Regions from separate parts of the Zea mays genome. Here region 1 is linked to region 2. Evidence: chromatin contacts called from public Hi-C data. All regions are on one chromosome and are shown on one strand. The core of a region is the stretch at or near the end of the contact, and the rest is flanking DNA. Distances in the headings are between cores, read along the strand shown. Region 1 holds the start of LOC100276479. Region 2 has its middle 16 kb from the start of LOC103638587.

Region 1 (5,589 bases), core at 1,210-3,709, 630 kb after region 2:
CGAAAATACACCTATTTTCGTCGAACTTATTTTCGGCGGCTATTTTCGTCGGTTTAGGCTTATTTTCGTGGGTTTTTGGCCCACGAAAATTTAGATGTTTCCTGTAGTGACAGCGAGCTCGACCTTGTGGTGTAGAGACTCGAGCATCTCTAGGATCTCGACTGCGATGGTGGCCACGCCAGCATGGAGGAACGACGAGGTCGGCTTTAGGAACAGGATGGGCTCCTGTAACACACTAAACACATGCAAGGTCAAATCCAGACTCCAGAGGTAGCATGGGAAGGAGTGGGGAGGGAGGTTGGAAGCATGGCAGCGTTTTGGGATCGAAGATGGGTGGTGCGCGACTACACCTTGGAGTCCGGGTTGTCGAGCTCCTCGTCGTTCCTCTGTGGTCCGATGACCGAGACCGGGACTACATAGATAGAGAAGAAATTTAGGGTTAGGGATTTTGGAAAACTTGAGGAGCATCACGGATTATGGAAGGCGTGGAGCGAGAGATGTGGATCCGTGATTATGGAAGGCGCGCGTGATTTTGGAGCGAGACTTGTGGATCCAAGGCGCGCGTGATTAGGGCAGCCGAGGCGCGGGAGCACAGCGAGCAGAGCGGAGGCGTGGGATTAGGGGCAGGGAGCAGAGCGGAGGCGCATAGAGCGGCGGCGCGGGATTTGGGGCAGAGAGCACAGCGAAGTCGCAGCTCACCACTGTGTCGTTGGCTGCCTTCCTCCGTGGTCCGGCCGCGGGGCGCAGACTGGGGTGCCCTCCACCGTGTCCGTTGTGCTCCCCCATGGCAAGGAGGTCGAAGCACCTGGGGCAGGGCGTGGTGGAGACGAACCTCCCGTATTGCTTCTTTAGGTTGGGCATGTCGTGGCCCCTAGAATTCGACGACCAACAATCCCGGGGAATGGGAGGGCGGGGGTGGCCGCGGACCATCACCACTTCCTTGGATGTAGCACAGGATCTGGGAGGTGAATGGAGAGCACGAGATCTGGGAGGTGAAGGGGATCGCGGGGGCAATCCCGTTGATTGTGGGGGCGACCGCGGACGTGGGGATGAGCGGAGGATGTCGCGGGTGGGAGTGGGAGGCAGAACCGTGGGTGTGGACGCCTACACTATTTGCTTAAGAGTAGTAGAGATTAAGCATGAGAGTTTTTAAGAGCTATTAACACTAGAGCTGATGCTTGTAGTTGCTATTTGGATGATTTTTATATTAACCACTTTGCTCTACTAAAATATACTTTATAGATAGAATTTTTATAGGTTATTAACACATATAGCCATCTAGATCCTTGTAATTGTGAGCCAAAGCAGTGGAGGACGGAGCAGGTCAAAAGAGGTGTGCATGGCAGCGAGGAGCTGCGTGTGGCGTATGCTCATGATCAGCGTTGGAGTGGTTATAGTGGGTGGGCATATGAGTAGCTTAAGGTTGGGGTACGTGTAGAGAAGAAGAAATTATAGTGAATTGCTATGTAAGTCACGATAGTGTTAAAAAATAGTAAATCTAAAAAAATATTAGGGCTTGTTCGGTTTTATGGCTTTAGAAAAGGATTATATGTCCTTCGATCACACCCAATCCTCAGCAACCAAATGAGTCATTAATGATTCTAGTGAAACTAAGAGTGTGTTTGGTTTGGCTTCTAGCTATAACTTTTGCCTCCCAAAAATCAAAAGCTAAATCAAAGACCTAATTGAGCCAACAACTTTTTTCAAAAAGCCGACTTTCGAGCAGTGCAGAATTAAAAGCACATCTAGACCATATTTTAGTAACTTTCGGACAAAAGAATCTTGTAAATATATGTAAGAATTTTTAATGGCTTCCACTAAACGATTTGTTGTTTTTTACGGCTCACATTTTACAACAATTTTTTTCGTATCTCACAATATATGACAGTTTTTTTATGGTCATAGTCCAACCAAATATATTCTAATTTGTGAAAGATAAAAATGCTATAGATGTGAACCTGTTTTCTTGTCAGTACCCCGTGAAAGATGTGACTAACACGCACATAATTACGCCGCACGCAGTACCATCCTTGTCAAAGCGTTGGCGTGCAGCGTACAGTAGAGTAATAGACCGATGATTGAATCCACCGTACAGTAGAGTAATAGACCGATAATTGAATCCACCGTACAGTAGAGTAATAGACCGATAATTGAATCCACCGTGCAACGCGCTAAGCGGCAGGTACGACGCCTGTCGCGAACGCGGGCCGGCAGGAGCACGAGGGGGGGTCACGAGCGACGAATCCAAGGCGCGACCGCAACCACGCCGCAGGCAGCGGTCCGGCCGCCCGGCCGAGGCCGGCAGCTCATCACGAGTGCCAGATCCAGTCGTGGCCAACGCCAACACAGCGCCCCCTCCCCACGACGCTGAAGTCCCAGATCTAACCACACAGACACAACCCACCACGTCGCCACCACCAACTAACCCATTAATCCATCAACGCCGGTCCTCCACGGTCACGCGGAAGTCACCGCCGCTCTGCCGCGCTCTCCCGTAGTCCCGTACCGCATCGCGTTCTTCGCTGGCCTCGCTGTCGTCTCATCGCCATTGGCGTTTCGCCTGCAGCTGCTCGTCCGCCAGAACCAAGCAGGTTCGTCCCTTCCTAGCCCGCCCGCCGCCTCGACGCTCATCTGAGCTGCGCTCCCCCTCCAACGTCGTACTACTCGCGTGGCGCTTTATCTCGTAGGTCTGAATCGGGCCTCCACCGAGTGTGTGACTCTCGCGCGGACGATTTTGCGTACTGCGTAGCATCCATGCGCGATTACCTGCGCGCTCGCTGCCAAGCGCGCAAATGTGTCCCGCCGCTCGCTTAGCTGATTCCGCGCCGCGTTACATCTGCCTCCTCTGTCTGCTACTCTGCTTCGCTCGTTCTCCAGGGGGACTTTCGTGGACAGCAGTTGTCACTATGTGACAAGGGTCTGCCGGTCTGGAGATGTTTCTGTGCTGAATTTGCTTGTTCCGCACAAGTGGATCGGTAAGTCCATTATTGCAGGTTCCTTTTCTGGGGTTCAAGCAGCATTGCGTTTGGCTTTGGGTGGGTCAGTGGCTGTGACCTGTAATGTTCCAGGCTGCAAATCCAGCAATGAAGATGAAAGTGACATTTCTACAATCATTCTTGCTAAATCCTGTCCGGCTTGCTGCCTATTTCTGGAATCTACCAGCTGACAGTTTGACCCCTTTGGAAACTGCTCATATTTTACTATTTCCACTATTTTTTTATTTGTCGCGTTTTAGTTCAAAAATGGACGACAAATATTCGAGAACGGAGTTAGTACTATATTACTAGCTTCTTCTGTTAGGAGTGATTTCTTCTGTTAGCAGTGGTTTGAAGGGGATTTGGAGGGAATTAAAACCCTTGCTAATAAAAAAATGAATGGAAAGAGATTTAATACCCCTTGATCCTTTTTGATCTCCATGCAATCGAACAAGCCCTTAGTCTGTGTCCTACCTGCTTGCTTTGACATAAGATGCCGTTGTTTGACAAGAATGTTTCTGATGTCTACATTTGGGCCTCAATAACTCAGTTTACATTCTGTTAACTAGCTTGTTTCTGAATTCTGCAAAACATATACTGATCTGGAAACTGCTTCCTGTAGCTGAGAGCATAAATTGCTACCATGTATGCTTTATTGTGCTTGTTGCTTGAAGAAAGGGGCTAAGCAGAGATGCATTCAATACTCCTCCATGAGTGCAACACATAAATTGATATTGAATTCTGTTTTCAGTTACATGGGCTTATTGGCCTTCGAAATGCTTCCTTTTATGTTCAACTTATCAGTTATCACTGTCTCTGTCTCATGTTCCCACATTTCTCTCGTTTTGCAAACAATATTGCATAAACTATTCACCGTCAAAAAAAATATTGCATAAACTATGTGAATCTTTTGCTTTCCCTTGCAATGCTTAGTGATTGTACGTATAGTTGGACATCCGTTCACCAAGACAGAGTCTTTCCTTCTGAACTCATATTTATTCTCTTAGATCTTACTCCCTCCATTCCAAATCTCAATTCTAAGGGTCTGTTTGGTTGGGCCGTGGCTGTGAAAAAAGTTGTTGTGGGCTGTGAGCTATGCAAAAAGCTGTTGTAGGCTGTAAAATGTTAAAAAACTAAAAAACGTTTGTTGGAAACCACTAAAAGTCGTTAAAATTTTTTCAATATATGTTTTCACAGTTCCATCCGAAAATTCACTAAAAGCGGGTCCAGAGGTACTTTCAGATTTGCACTCCGAGAAAGTCGGCTTTTAGAAAAAGCTTCTTCCTGGATCCAGCCATTTGGTTGGTTTTTGGCTTTTAGGGGGGCAAAAGCCAAAGCCAAAATTCAAACCAAACACACCCAGTCATTTTGGCTTTTCTATATACAATGCTTTAACTATGTATTTAGATATAGTGTATATTTAAGTGCACTATAAAAGATGCCCCCTCCATCCCAAAATAAAATGTGTTTTACCTTTTTAGTTGATACATGCAATAATGAATATATTTGTCTTACATATGTGTCTAGATTCATCATCATCCATTTGAACATAGACATAAAATCAAGTATTAAAATGACTAATATTTTGGGATTGAGGGAGTATGTATGTAGAAAAGCTAAACATCTTATAATCTGGAATGAAGGGTGTGGATCCTAGATTTCTAATGTCCATCTTTCACTGGAGGTTCACTCAGAAACTATGGGACCGAAAAAGTTGCTCCAATATTTGTGTGTACTTTGCTGCTTCTCTAGCCCTAAAGCATGAAAGTAACATTGACATACTTTACGGAATACAATTACTGTACCTACTGTTTCCATTGTGCTATGTTCACGAACATCTACTCAGATTATCTTATATTTTGTATATTTGTGTGCTGTGCTGACTGGTACTTAACTGGCGAACCCACGTTCATTATGCATTGTTTAATCAGGTGTAAACATGCTTCATCATTCAAATAGCCGGAACCAAAGGAACAGGGGATCAAGAATCAAAACTCTACTCCAAGCGACCTTGCTTTCAGGTGTTGTCTTTTGGCTCCTGTATCAGGTGAAGCATTCCTATGATAAGAAAAACGAGTACTTGGATGATGCTGAGGACCAGCTTACCCATAATGATAGAAGCATATTCCAGGCGAGGAAACAAAAGGCAGGTAGTTACAGTGATAGCAACGTCCAAATGGTTGTCGACAATTCTGATGTAACAACTAAACCAGAGGAAGGTGATGTAGATCATCATTCTGATACTTTTGATCATAACGAGAAGACTGTAGAAACTGTGTTCGATAAAGATAGTACTAACCTGCATGAAGATGACAAGAGAAACACTGAGAGTTCAGAAGCGGAAGGACAAGTCAACAGTGGAGATAGTAATACAGAAGCTAATAATAATAAGAATGAAGATGAAACCACCAGTCTTGTAGAAGGACGCAAGCATGATACTGAATCCAACTCTGCTGCTGAGAGTAAAAGTGAAGTCAATTCAACTGGAGATGAATTGTCCCAAAACAATCATGCACAAGAGGAAAACACTAGGGAGGCAAGTGGAATGTCTCATGATGAAGTAGCGCATGGTGACGAATCAACCAGTGCAAGTGGAACTTGGAATGGATCAGAT
Region 2 (5,478 bases), core at 774-3,273:
GCAGGTGATTGGACAAATATGGTGGGCGATGGGATGAGGGCGAGGACAAGGAGGGAGAGGGGGAGGGGGACCACCCGTACGATGGAGGAGGAGGCGTAGCAGGACGATGACGTGCACCAATAGGAGGACGACGTGGTGCAGCAGGCCGCTGTCGAGGCTCAACAGTAGGACGTCGATACAACATAGCAAGACGACGACAACAATGCTCAGCTGGACGATGATGAGGCGCAGCAGGACACCTCTAGTTCTGGCACCTCAGGTTCAGAGTGAGTCTACTTGCGAGGTCCCGCGAGTTCCCTTAGCGACCGATACTTCGTGGTAGGCGCCTGCTGGTTCGACACAATGGGGAAAGGTATGTAACTTTAGATGTTGTCGCTGCTTCTTCATATTATATGTTCAAATTCGTAATAGAAACTAATACTTTTTCTTAATAAATTGGACTGGTCTTGGAAGGTTGTTGAGAATGCACGGGGTCACAAACACAACCACAATGGCATTCTCGGCCTTCTGTGCAAGGAACACTTCCATGGTCTTGTTGAGTACGTCAGAGTGATGGGCCCGGCTTATTCCTTTGATCACTACGTCATCGCCCCCGATGCAGTAGATCGGGACGACAGGGAATTCAACAACAAGGCGGAGCGGGCGAAGCAAGAGTTTTTGTTAAGTCTTCCTCACACTATATTGTTTAATACATCACATTCATTGCACATTCTTAAAATAATGTATGGATACATCATCTTTGTATGTAGGATTTCTTCATATGCGAGCCTGTATACGAGGCCAGGGTGGATGTCACACCCGGGTTTTAGGGGTCCAAAACCCGGGCGCGAAATAATCACCAAGTGTGCTGGGACCAAGTCTCACACATATGATGACTCATGGTACAGAAACGAATGTCACATCTTTACTAGATAATAGGAGTTCTGTACAAAATAAATAAATAATTACATCATATGGAGACAACAATCCAGCAACCCCAAAGTTGACTGGGAGACGACGGCCTAGATCTCTCACGAACTTGTCACAACATCCTCCATGCGCCTCATCCTGCGGTACCTGTTTTTGACCTGTGTGGGGGGAGGGGTGTGAGACAGCAAGAGTGAGCTCACATACGTTCATCGCTCAACAAGTTGTGGGGAATAATATTCATGAACTCGCCAAAGGTGGGAGCTCACATGAAGTGTAAGGCTTACCAAAGAGGATGGTTGAAGCTGAGCATTGCTTTTAAAGTTGGTAAAATTTTTATTAGCAATTACTAAGTATAAGTAAATACCAACCCAATTAAGTAGTAGAACAAAAGTGATAACAACACCCTCAATGCAATGCATATGACAAATTGAATTTAGTTCCATAAATTAGTCATGTGAGGGTCCGAGCTGCTCATGATCGTGAGCACGGCTGATATACCAGTTTTACACTCTGCAGAGGTTGCACATCTTTACCCACAAGTTGTGTTACCCATTTGCCACGAGGTTGATCAGACCCCATACACCTTGTAATACCCAAAATGTATAAAGTGATACTATATTGGATCTCCTTATTTTGTGTGCCATATTTGCATCATAAAAAGAGCATACATATAATTAAGAGTGATTAATTAAAACAAATAATACTAAAATAAAAGAAAGCGCACATTGTTGGAGTTTTATATGTTTGTGCATTAAATAAAATAATAAGGATAATAATAATAAGATAATAATTACTAGAAGTTTGATTAAACCCTAAATTAAAATTAGGGTTTTGAAAATAAGAAGAAGAGAAATGATATAAAAATACAAATAATATAATTATATTTCCAAAATTGGTATTTTAATTTCACAATATGATTTGAGAATAAATTTGGCACAAGTTTGAATACAAGATTCGAATTCAAATTGAACTTAGAAATAGAGAAAATAAGATAAAAGATAAAATGAAAAAAAAGAAAAGAGGTACATGGGCCGACTGCCTCCTTTCTAGCCCACGGCTCCTTTCCGCTCTCGCGCAGCCCAACTACGGATGCTTCGCGCGCACCGCCTACTGACACCCGGGCCCCATTGGCCAGCCATCCTTCCTCGTGCTCGCGTCTCTCCGCCCACTGGTTCTCGGGCCCATCTGCCAGCCCCGCTTCCGCATACCGCATCTGCCGCGCGTCCGCTACCGCATGGGCCAATGTTGTCAGGACCGTCCTCTCCGCTGGGACTCAACAGAATGGCGTCGTGAATCGCGCGATGACCACCTGCGATTCCTCCAACTGGGCGCAACAATCGCGCCACCCGGGCGAGACCCATAACGGCCCAATTCCACGGACCCCACGCCCTACAAAACCTAGAAGGATTAGGTCGCCTCGCGCCCAGATTTTGACTTGCGTTCATGGCGCAACGGAAGCCGGGGACTCCGCACTCCAGTCGCGACCACGTTCTGGTAAACTTCGCCCTCGTGCCCATAAATTGACCAAGCCATTGTGCTCGCCTCCCCATTTGCCAACCGAAGAAACCGTGCGGTCGTCGCCCTGAGAAGTCACCAGCCGTGCAAATCTTCAAGCTGCCATTGCCGCCGGCCCCGCGTATCAGAAATTCCCCCACGACCGCAGCCATTATTCAACCCTGGGTGCTTCGGTCAGTCCTCTGTTGGTGTTTCCGAGCTCGCTGCGGGGGATTGGTGGCTGGTGTCGAGCGAATTTGTCGATGGCGTCAGAGCACCGCCGTGACCGCGCTCGCTGCCGTGGCTAGGGCGTTCGGCACTTCGAATCAAGGTATTAGCACTGCCCTTGCATTCGTTCACTCATTGGGATTGAGTATATAGTCTCAGATTCGTTTATGGAGCGACGAACCGCCAGATGGCTCATCGTGTGGAGGTCGCCGGCGATGGCCTCCGTCGCGGGATCGGGCGTGAGCTACCGCGCGTCGGAGTTGAGGTGGCGAGCCACGCGCTGTCGTTGATCTTCACATGGATGATCGAGATGTAGCCGGGGAAATACCTCCATCGCACTTTAAATCCAAGCCGTGGGCTACTCATCCGATGGCGGGCTGTGTGTGTCGACGTGGCCAAATCTCGGGCATTGACCTCGGATCCTAGGGTTGGCGTCGTTGACCGGGTCACGTGTGGGCTGGTTTAATCCGGACGCTTGATTTAGATTGAACGACCAGTATCTAGCCATACCCCTTCGCGAGCGTATTCTTTTATAAGAGACCCTGAATCATTTATACATCAACCCGCCGTCCTGAGTGGTGTTTACTGAGTCTAGGAATTTTTGTGGGATAGCCCCTGACCTCTCTGGTTTTTATGCGCCCAGTCCAGAACTTATTTAAAATGAATAAATGAATTAGTAAATGCATTTTTAATACAAAAACAATTGCTAGAACTTGTAAAATTCATAGAAAATTCATTTTTAGTCCAAATTGATCCATTCCAATTTCTATAATTTTATAATATTGTTGTTTATCCATTAGTGCCACTGTTTTGAAATGAAAGACACATTAAAACTTATCTCTCGCTTAACCTTGTATTAAATACATAAAACCTTTGGAAATTCATATCCTAAAATCTATAACTCCAAAATTAATGATTCTTGTTCCTAGGTTCTTATTTTAATATGTAGATTTTTATTGTATATTTTATTTACATGTTTGGTGTGATGTTAATGTTTGCTATACTATGTATGTGTTGTATTGTTGCGAGTAGACGAGCAAGCTACTGTGGATCCTGAGGTTCAGCAGATAGAAGTTGCTGAGCAGGAGCTCATTGAAGGCAAGTTGTGCCTTTGGTCACTTATTTTTACCCAGCCATGTTCTTATTATTCATAATGATCTGCATAGGTTAATTTTGATGGGATCCAATAGGTTACCCGAGTTTTGGCTATCTTTATACCTTGTTGCCACTGAATATTTTTGGGTAGTACTTACTATTTCTTATTGTGGTTTTGGGTATGGAGAGACACTATTAATGATTACACTTTTATTATCTGTTTATTATTACTGTTCATGTTAAGATCATTATGTTAATGGGAACATGGAGCGACCACCCAGGAAAACAGTGCTACCACAAGGGTTTAGTGGGACGCCCTTGGCTGATTAACTAGGAAAACTAGTCGGTTGGAATGCTTGATATGATGGACATGTAATGAAGTTGGATCTTTGTAATCATTGTCATCAAGGTGTGGGTATCCCCTGCAACTTGGTGTAGTTATTAATAAAGTCAGTTATTTAGTTGGTAATCCATTTATTTCCATTTTCCTATTTATCTGAGAAGTTGTCAGTGAAGATGATCAATTGTTCAATGCTATGAAGATCTCCGTATATCTTTTCTTATGCTGAAAGACTACAGAGTCAGATCTGATATGTGTGTGGTTTCTATAGATGTCTGAGAACAGGCGCAGAGGTGCAAGGTGTGCTCAGCCAGAACAGCAGACACCCTAGGAGGATGCAACCCAACAACAGCAGTTGCCACCGCCACCCCGATGACAGTCGAGCAGATGTTCATGATGCAAACTCAGGCAGTTTAGTCAATTGGTCAGACCTTAGCAGCGATGCAGCAGGTGCAGCAGCAGCCACCCCCACCTCAGCCTCCAGTGCAAGTTCAGATGTCACAAGTGCCCAGAGACAAGCGGGCAGAATTCGTGAGGGGCCATCCCCCTGTCTTTACCCACTCTGCTGATCCCATGGACACGGAAGATTAGCTGCGTAGTGTGGAGCGTGAGTTGCACACTGCTCAGTGCAACGATCGTGAGAAGGTGTTGTGTGATTCCCGACAGCTGAGGGGAGCAACACAGTCTTGGTGGGAGTCTTACCTCGCCACCCATGCCAACCCTGAAGCCATCACTTGGGAGGAGTTCAGGGACAACTTCTGTCACTACCATGTGCCCGAGGGACTGATGATAGTGAGGAAGGAGGAGTTTCTCGCCCTGAAGCAAGGTCCCCTGTCCGTCAGTGAGTACAGGGATAAGTTTTTGTAGCTATCACGTTATGCCCTAGAAGACGTTAACACGGATGCTAAGAGGCAGTACCGCTTTCTGAGAGGATTTGTTGATCCTCTCCATTATTAGTTGATGAATCACACTTTTCTAGCATTTGATAGACAGAGCAATCATGACTGAAACGAAGCGTCGGGAGATGGAGGATAGGAAGCGCAAGATTGGTGGACCTCAGGCCGGGAGTAGCAGCCGTCCCCGCTACTCAGGCAACTCACCCTAGCAATTCAAGCAAGGTCACCAGCATCAGCACCAGCATCAGCACCAGCACCAGTACCAGAGGCAGTTTCCTCAGCAGCAGCAGCAGTACCGTCAGAACACCCAGTCTGGAGGAAATCAGTACTAGCATCAGAACAACTAAGCAACTCATCTTCCTGCCCCAGCAACCAACCAGAACGGCCAAGCAGCCACAACACAAGTAGGAGGTCGTGCATGCTTCTGCTGTGGAGAACAAAATCACTGGGCAAAGAACTATCCCAAGAAAGCAGCTCAGCAGCCGCCAGCAGTCAATGCCTCAGCAAGACAAGGAG

What was found. Hi-C and Micro-C count contacts between places; a contact is called where the count stands out from the background.
Region 1: a Hi-C map of tassel shows a contact between it and region 2, with 5 times the contacts expected there. The contact joins the promoter of LOC100276479 here to the enhancer-like site in region 2. A contact is called at or near these places in 2 of 25 Hi-C or Micro-C datasets (ear and tassel).

What each region holds. Positions count from the first base shown.
Region 1 is chr9:80,423,092-80,428,680 of Zm-B73-REFERENCE-NAM-5.0, forward strand. LOC100276479 reads left to right here and starts at 2,460. Exons shown (of 3, transcript NM_001150257.1): 1 at 2,460-2,591; 2 at 4,907-5,589. The coding sequence starts at 4,915.
Region 2 is chr9:79,789,413-79,794,890 of Zm-B73-REFERENCE-NAM-5.0, forward strand. No RefSeq gene overlaps it. Among protein-coding and RNA genes, the nearest start is that of LOC103638587, 16 kb to the left of the region's middle. Within about 2 kb of position 2,024, at least 16 of the 20 cell types and tissues checked have an H3K27ac peak or open chromatin away from gene starts, as enhancers often do. A contact at or near this core is called in ear and tassel, where this site is marked.